Linked DNA regions of Pan troglodytes: region 2 is linked to region 1. The links are chromatin contacts, called in public HiChIP or PLAC-seq maps. All regions are on one chromosome and are shown on one strand. Each heading gives the region's core, a stretch centred on a gene start, on an enhancer-like site or on the middle of the called end of the contact. The rest is flanking DNA. Distances are from core to core; before and after follow the strand shown.

Region 1 (4,340 bases), core at 797-3,296:
TCCCAGCACTTTGGGAGGCCAGGACAGGTGGATCACCTGAGGTCAGGAGTTTGAGACCAACCTGGCCAACATGGTGAAACCCTGTCTCTACTAAAGATACAAAAAAAAAAAAAAAAAAAAAAAATTCACTGGGCATGGTAGCACGGTAGCATGTGCCTGTAGTCCCAACTACTCAGGAGGCTGAGGCAGGAGGATTGCTTGAACCCGGGAGGTGGAGGTTGCAATGAGCCGAGATCGAGCCACTGCACTCCAGCCTGAGTGACAGAGTGAGACTGTCTAAAAATAGACAAATAAATAAATAAAATAAAAATAAAATCAATCCTATTACATGCTATTTGATGGAGATTCCATCCTTCCAGATGCTAAATTCAAAATGCCTGGAGTAATGCTTGTCCAGTATCTCTTACCCTCAAAATCTGAAAATGCAAGCAGGCCTAATTAAAATTCTGACCCAGAATCCAGCCACTTCTTCTACCTTCACAGCCACCACACTGGTGAAACCACTATCAAAACTCACCTTGGCCACTGCAGTAGCCTCCTCCCTGGTCTTTCTATCGCCTCCATCACACCCACAGAGTATTCTCTATGCCGCATTAACAGTGAACCTGATGAGACCAGTGTCAGATAACCTCCGTTCTCTTCTCTAAACCTCCCATTGTTCTCATCACCTCCAGAAAAAACACCCAATTTCTCAGAGCCATTCCAGGCCTGAGTCCTGCCCTGCTGCTCTGAGTTCCCATAAGAAAGAAAGGAGAGTTGTGTTTCCCTGAATCAGCTCAGCTTCACTGCCAACCTTACACATTATTGTACGTAGGCGGGGCAACCTTTCACACCTCATTCCATTGTCTGCCAGCAATAAGAATGTCTACAAATAACCACCAGTCTAGAATCAGGATGTCAAGCTTCGAGTTTGTGAAGAGTCCTTAGGTCAAAGAACTGGATGGTGGCAAAAAGATCCATGAAAAAACCCCAGGATGGGGCCAGGACCAGTGAGGGCCTGGGACACCCTCCACTCACCTTTGTGAGGTCCATATGTGTTTCTGGAGACACAGTAACCTGTGGAAAGCCAAAGATCATGAAAGGCAGGTGACCATACAGGGCTCTACGGATTCAGGCTTCCCTGGATTCCTGTCCAGGCCAGAGCCAGGTGGACTGAGGATGCCTGCATTATTTCTGAGCCTCAGCGTTCCAGTCCTCAGTGCCAACTCTTAGCAACTGTGGGACCTTGCACAAGAACTCAACCTCCCTGTGCCTCTGTGTTATTCCATTCTATTCTAGTCTAACTCCATGAGGTTTCTGGAAAACTTCGAAAGACCTAACTCAGACCATATGCCGCTTCTGTACACAACCCTCCACGGCTCCTAGCATCCTAAGAATTGAGGGAAAACTCCTCACCTTGGCACTCCAGGTATGAACCTTCTTCACTGTGTCTCCAAGAGTTTAGAAACGCTGGTCCCTTTGCCTGTCACCCTCTTCCGTGCCCCATCACCCAAGTTCTGGAAATAGGGACCCCACCCACGAGCCCCCACTGTACTGGACATGAGGATCTCGACCGTAGTGACCCAAGAAGGCACTAATTTGGGGATGGAGGGTGAGGCCCAGTAGAGGCAGCGCTCACCTGAGTCGGGGCCCTCAGCGCGGCCGCAGCCATCGGAGCCTGTGGGCAGAGCGGGGCCGGGACCCGACAGCTACGGGCGCAGGGACCTAGGCAAAGCCGTCAACCCCGCCGCCGCCGACCCTTAGAACCCCCACTGTTCAGCGGGAGGACCCCTCCCCTCGCGCCTTCCGACTGTCGCCAAACAAAGCGCTCCCAAAGCTCTGACGGTCTGGATGCACCCAAGCGCTGCAAAAATGACCGCCACTGAAGTGATACCGGAAGTCCCTCCCCGACCCATTGGTCCCAAAGCGGAAACGACCCTTTTCTCAGCGCGGATTGGCTCAGCATCCCTGCGGCTGGAGACAAAACCTTCTGGGTTCTGTAGTCCCCGCTGGTCCCCAGGGCTGAGGGAAAGATGCTGCCACCCAGCGTCACCTCAAACAAAAGCCAAGCGGCCGCGCTGGGGGCGCAGGGAAATGGCGTCGCCACAATGCAGGAGAGGGCTGGGCCTTGTCGCTCCTTAAACAGGCCGCTGGTCGATTTCTGTGGTCCCGTCGCGGCTGAGCGCCCACGTGATTAGAAGCATTGATTCAGGCTCAGGAAGCTGAGGCCAGATCCACACCGACGCGTATTCCACACATATTCGACGCTCCTGCGGGAGCAAAGGAGCCTCGTCCCCCTCCCTTGCGGGGTCAAGGCGTTCGAGGCCGTGCCGGGGCCAAGGCTATTCTGTGAAAGACAGGAGCGACTTAGGTGTCGCGCTGTGGGCACGTGTCCCGGGAGGCCACGTGGGGGCCGCGCCCCCGGCTGCTCCTGCTCTGACCTGAGCCCTTTGACTGTACCCAGAGGCGGGAGGCGGGGCCGAGACGTCCCATGGGAAGGGGTTCTCCGTAGCTCCACCCCGGGGTTCGTCTCCTCCAGGGGGGCCGGGCGAGCTGGGAAGGCCCCAGAGCCGCCGAGGAAAGCGCCTCTGCTTCCCTGAGTCCCCTCCTGGGTCTGGGAGCCGTTCCTGCGTTTTCTGACGCCCTCTCCACCGCCCCTCGGCTGAGAACTGGGTCCAGATGAGCCTTGGACCCCGTTGAAGACGTCTCCTACCTCATCTCCCACACCTGCTGGGACCATCTCCAACCGCCCTCAGGGCAGTAGGGAGGTAGGCGGGTTCCCAGGGCACCCCAAGCGGTGGCGTACAGTGGTAGGAACAAGGCCTCTGGAGCCCAAGAATGGGATTTAGTCCCCGAGGGGAAGTCCATGCTCTGCCTTACAGCGGCTAGTATGGGCTTCTGGGGGCACCCTGAGACTCGGCCTGTAGGGATACTCATAATGGCCTCCATGAAGGTGCAGGTTTAACCACTGGACCAGTCTCATCTGGCCATCCTCTGTTGGTAACATAATGTCCAGTTATTTTGCAGGCACAGAGCTAAAGAGTTGCAAGTTTCACAGCTAGAGAATGTGCAGAAAAGAAAATGTCAGGCCCAGCGCGGTGGCTCACACCTGTAATCCAAGCACATTGGGAGGCTGAGGTGGAAGGATCACTTGGGCAACATAGCCAGACCCCGTCTCTACAAAAACTAAAAAATTACCCGAGTATGGTGGTGCACCTGTAATCCTAGCTACTCAGGATGCTGAGTAGATCGCTCAGCCCAGGGGCTCAAGTGGGAGGATCGCTTGAGCCCAGGAGATCACGGTTACAGTGAGTTATGATTATGCCACTGCACTCCAGCCTGGGCAACGGAGCCAGACCCTGTCTCAATAAATAAATAAGTAAATAAATAAATAAATAAAAAGAAAAGAGAAAAGAAAACAAAACATTGACCCAACACTCGGAGCTGAAGTCTCACCTACCAGACTCCACCCTGTCACCACAGGAAACCAAAATATCAGGCTATGGCTGGAACCCAAGTGCTGAAACACTTCCGAAAGCAAGGGGTCTGTTGTCTCTGAATGTTGGGTGATAACACCCCCATCCCCGCCTTGCCATCAATAGATTTCTTTGAAGTCCTTCCAATCAAAATCCACCCTTCCAGTGCTTACCAACCTGTCCTTCCTAATCCTTAAAAGCTGCCCCAAACCCCATATTGGGGAGACAGATTTGAGCTGGACTCCTGTCTTCTTGTTTGTCGACTTGCAATAAAGGTTTGCTTTTCTCAAAAACCTGGTGCCATGGCATTGGCTTCTGTGTGCGTCAGACAGCAACCCTTTTCCTTATTAACACTGGCACCCTCTAGGTGACACGGTTGTGCACCTCATTACCCTCTGGTCCCAGAGGCCAGCAGCCCCCACAATGGCCACCTAACACCTGCCCTCACCCTCACTGTCCTTTCAGAGTTGCCGCATCAGATCAAACATGGCTCCCCAAACTTCAAGCATGTGTGTCCATCTAGGCATAGAACTAGCAGAATTGCCTGGATAACTTGGGGAGGAGGGATAGCCTAGTTCGGAAAACCTGCTCTGTGTGGCATGCCCAGGGGACAAATGACCCACCTACTCCTGAGGCCCAGTCCTTCAGGGAGAAGCCCAGCCAGAGATGAGGGAGGCTGCCAGTGGTCACAAAGCAGTAATAAATTCCATCTATGGCTAAACTTATGTGAGACCAACAGTCAATAAGTACCTAAAGAGAAAGCTGAAAAAACATTGAAGACAGAGTGCAAGAAAGTGTGAAGCCCTTAGGATGTGGATGGGTTGTTTTGTGTTTTCTTTCTGTGTTTGTCTATTTGGCACAGCTATTCAAGTATAGCTTGGCAGC
Region 2 (4,340 bases), core at 1,133-3,632, 690 kb before region 1:
CTCCTTTACATATTCACCCCAGCATCAGCCAACACCTGGTCACTGGGCCCTAACCACTCCTCTCTTTTTCCCACTGCCTTAGTTAAGCGGCCAGTATCTCCCTTCCCACCAGCCCCTAATGCATGAGTGGATTTTTTCAACCCTATGCCAGTCCTGCTTAAAACATGTGAATGGCTCCTTCTCATCACTGAATACTGGATGGTTCCTCTCAGCCTGGCTATGGTAGACTGAGATATATAATGGCCTCCAAGGACATCCAGGTCCTAGTTCCTAGAACCTGTGAATATTACTATATATGGTAAAAGGAACTGTGCAGATGTGATCAGGATTTTCAAACAGAAAAATTATCCTGGATTATCCAGGTGGGCCCTAAATGCAATCACAAGTGTCTTTATAAGAGGTAGACAAAGGGAGCTATGACTATAGAAGACATAAGGCAATATGATCACTGAAGCAACATGCTACAATGCTGGCTTTGAAGACGGGCAAAGGGCCATGAGGCAAGGAATAGAAGGTCTGTACCTCTCACAGCTGGAAAAGACGAGGAAACATTCTACCCTAGAACCTTGGTAGGGAGGGTAGCTCTGCTCATACCTTGATTCCAGACCAGAAAACCGATTTCAGACTTCTGACCTCCAGAACCTAAGAACAAATGTTATAAGCCACAAAATTTGTAGTGAACTGTTACAGCAGACACAGATAACCAGATAAAACACTGGACCATGAAGCTCTCCATTCTGGTCCTTGTCTCCTGTGATGGACAGTCTCCAAGATGCTCCCCCACCACCTCTGCCAATGACCTCCAGCCCTGGTGTGGTCCCCTCCAACACTCAACAAGGTTGACTTTGTAACCAGTAAGACACTGTGGAAGTGACAAGAGTGTGAATTCTGAATCCAGGTCATGGAAGGTGTTACAGTTTCTACCTTGCCCTCTCCTGGATCACTTGTTCTGTGGGAAGCCAGATGCCATGTTGCAAGGATCCCCAGCAGTTCCAAAGAGAGGCCTACATGGAGAACAACTGAGGTCTCCTATCAACAGACATGTGAGTGAGCCATCCTGGAGGTGGGTCCTCCAGACTCAGGTCTCAGGTGACAACAGCTATGCTGACATCTTCACTGTAACTTCATGGGCCTGAACCAGAACCACCAGCTGGGACATTCCATTACTCCTGTCAGAACTCGTGAGATATTTATTGTTGTTCCAGGTCACGAAGTTTTGAGTTACACAGCAACAGGTAACTAATACACTTTCTCTCAAGCCTTTCTTACGACTCATTCCGTGTCCCCCATCCACAGCAAGAACAAAATAAAACCTGGTAGCATTTCATGCAAATTTGGAGTAACACACATCTGAAAACCTGCAACCTAAGATTATCAAGTCTCACTTTATGCACCAAATCTGAAATAATGCAAATCCCCATGAACAAACCAACGACCAAAAAAAAAAAAAAAGTATATAATTTCAAAGTTGCAGAGCTTGAGGAAGTATAATTATTGTTGTTTCCTGCCACGCGAGGCAGCTTTATGGAGAACACAGGCAGCAGCCACTTTGTCTAGAAAGTGGAGCTCTGATGGCCAGATGGCCCTGCAAACACTGACCGCCCTGCACTGCAGTTCTCCCACAGTCTCGCAGGGGACGACCCTGGTGGTCACTCTCATCACACTCAGTGCGTGGTGACCCATCATTGCCCCCAAGAGGTTGTGCCCAAGCCCCAGGGCAGGGGCTCCGCGGTGCTGGGGTCCCGGTGGGTGTCCGCTGACTCCACGCGTTAAAGCATCTCTATTCGATGATTCTTGCCATCTGGGCACCCGGCCAACGCTACAATTACTGTTATCAGTCAACACGAGGACAGACCTTCCTGGAATGGGCAAGGGTGTCGGCGGGGCGGAGCCGAACGCAGGAGATGGGCCTGCTCGATTCTCTCGGGAATGACCGACCCCAGCCCTGGGGAGGACAGAGCCGCGTGGAGCATGCGCATTCGGGGGCCAGGCGCCTGGTTGGAACCCCGGCCCCCTCTCTGACCGGCCAGGACGGTCACCACGCCCCGACCCGCGCCTGAGTTTCCCCACGTGTCAAGAGCATTAACAGCGGTGCCGCTCTCATCGCGCCGCGAGGTGAAAGGGTCAGTCTGCGCGGGAGACGCTTGCCCGGAGCCCGCCGCCGTCGTTATTGTTGTTATTGTTACCTGAAGCCGGGCCGCCGGCGGCCCCACAGACATCACTCCCGCTACCCCTTCGTCCTCGGGGTCCATGCTGGATCGCCCAGTGAAGGATAGCGCCTGAGGTGATCCCCAGACCAGAGAGGCACTCCAGCCAAAGGGACCACCCGACTCGCCGAACGCCGGACAATGGCGGCCGCACCGGCGACGCGGCGACTACAACTCCCAGTAGGCCGTGCGGCGAACCACAGCCCTCGGCCAATGGGAGTCTCCGCTGGCCTGGCCTTCGACCAATGGAAGCATTATGGCCGATGGCCAATGGGAGCCCCCACCCGCTGGCCTCTGGCCAATGGGAGCGCTCAGCTAAGGCTGGTGGGGGCGGTGTTGCTCCGGGCTGCGATGCCCCTTAGGGTGCGGGCAACCAGAGGCCTCAGTCGTGGGCAGGGAGCAGGGGCGGACCCCGAGAGATGGCTGATTGTGGGGGTGGGGACCGTCTGCTCCTCCTAATGGCTGGGGACCGTGCACGTCTGTGCGGGCCGGACCTGCTCTTCTCGGGAACTTGCGCGGGAGGAGGCCCGGAGCTGCGCCGCTTTACCCTCTGCTCCCCGGTGCCTAAAACGCACACGCATCAAAGTCACAGGACGAGTTAGGGGTTTGTTCATATAAGAGACTTTGGGCGTAGCGGCTGGAAGCGGGGAGGCTGGGAGCGGTGGTTGTGTTACAGGAAAGGGGTCCGATTCAGACCCCAAGGGAGGGTTCTTGGATCTCGCGCAGGAAAAAATTCAGGGCGAGTCCGCAGTGCAAAGTAAAAGCAAGTTTGTTGAGAAAGTAAAGTTGTGAAACAGCTACCCCATAGACGGTAGGACGTTCCTGAAAGTAAGAGGAACGTATGCACGCTAGGTACAATGCTTGTGTATATTTGGGCTAAAAATAGATTTTGGGGAGATGTGCTCTGCTACAAGGGTTTGTGAAAAAGGATCAATTTTCTTACTGTATTTTTCAAGAATCGATATTATTTTTAAAGCAAAATTAGGAATGCCTTTGTTCTCTAGATACCGGGATATCTGGACACTCCCAAGTCTGGGTCTGTTTTAGTACCCATTATTAATTTGTTCCCTTAACCGTAAACATCTAGAGGTTAGGAATACCTACTTTTCTGGGAATGCAGCCCAGCCTCATTTTCCTAGCCCTCACCCAAAATGGAGTCGCTCTGGGTCGAATGCCTCTGACAGCCCTATTGCTTCTCCCTGTGGGTGTTCACTTTGTGATGTGTCTTTTTCTGTGGGTCTGTTGTAGTCCATTAAAATGTTTATTAAAGGTCGGGCGCGGTGGCTAACGCCTATAATCCCAGCACTTTGGGAGGCCGAGGCGGGTGGATCACGATGTCAGGAGTTCGAGACCAACCTGGCCAATATGGTGAAACCCCGTCTCTACTAAAAATACAAAAATTAGCCCGGCGTGGTGGCGGGCACCTGTAGTCCCAGCTTCTCGGGAGGCTGAGGCAGGAGAATCGCTTGAACCTGGGAGGCGGAGGTTGCCGTGAGCCGAGGTCAGGCCACTGCACTCCAGCCTGGGTGACAGAGCAAGACTCCGTCTCAAAAAAAAATAAAAAGTTATTAAAAAAGAAAAATGGGGAAGCAGATTTCCATTCAAAAATGTTGCATTCAAACCGCAACAATTTTTAATTTTTTAAAATTTTTACCAAGAGCCAGACACATAGCAGGGAACAGTATAGTTACTTGTTATTTGCTCATCCCCATGGGGCTGATGGTGTAGTCTGAGGGACTGAAGATCAACCATGACATGGCCCTTCACACCGTGTTGAAGGGGTGAAGACGTTACCAGTGGGGACGGAGCAGCTGACTCCCGAGGGGCTCAAGCTGGCCACACTCTCTCAGATCCTTCTGGCCGACTCCTGAGGGGCTCAAGCTGGCCACACTCTCTCAGATCCTTCTGGCCCTGTACCGTCTCTGCTTTTTGCTGGCCCTCGTTCCTGAGAAGGAGCAGGTGTTAGGCAAGTTACACAAAATTATGAGAGGACATGGTTTTGGACTGAGCTCCTGCTCTAGGCCTCGTGAGACCAGACCAAACCAAGACAGAGTCACTTAGGCTAAATGCCACATAATCAGACTGATACTTTAAGCAGGTAGATCCCTAAACAAACCAGATTTCCAGTCTACC

The links. HiChIP or PLAC-seq counts read pairs in DNA pulled down with a chosen protein or histone mark.
Region 2: an H3K4me3 HiChIP or PLAC-seq map of stem cell-derived excitatory neurons shows a contact between it and region 1, with 4 times the contacts expected there. The contact joins the promoter of ZNF8 here to the promoter of ZIK1 in region 1. A contact is called at or near these places in 1 of 7 Hi-C or Micro-C datasets (stem cell-derived neural progenitor cells) and 1 of 1 datasets of contacts at active chromatin or transcription factors (stem cell-derived excitatory neurons).

What each region holds. Positions count from the first base shown.
Region 1 is chr20:60,523,518-60,527,857 of NHGRI_mPanTro3-v2.0_pri, reverse strand. ZIK1 (zinc finger protein interacting with K protein 1) reads right to left here and starts at 2,046. Exons shown (of 4, transcript XM_009436525.5): 1 at 1,396-2,046; 2 at 1,018-1,056. The coding sequence starts at 1,032. The region is part of intron 2 of ZNF416 (zinc finger protein 416); the gene reads left to right.
Region 2 is chr20:61,214,563-61,218,902 of NHGRI_mPanTro3-v2.0_pri, reverse strand. ZNF8 (zinc finger protein 8) reads right to left here and starts at 2,382. Exons shown (of 4, transcript NM_001246438.1): 1 at 2,187-2,382. The coding sequence starts at 2,252. It overlaps ZNF544 (zinc finger protein 544), which reads right to left. Exons shown (of 7, transcript XM_063802368.1): 7 at 3,814-4,152. The coding sequence ends at 4,103.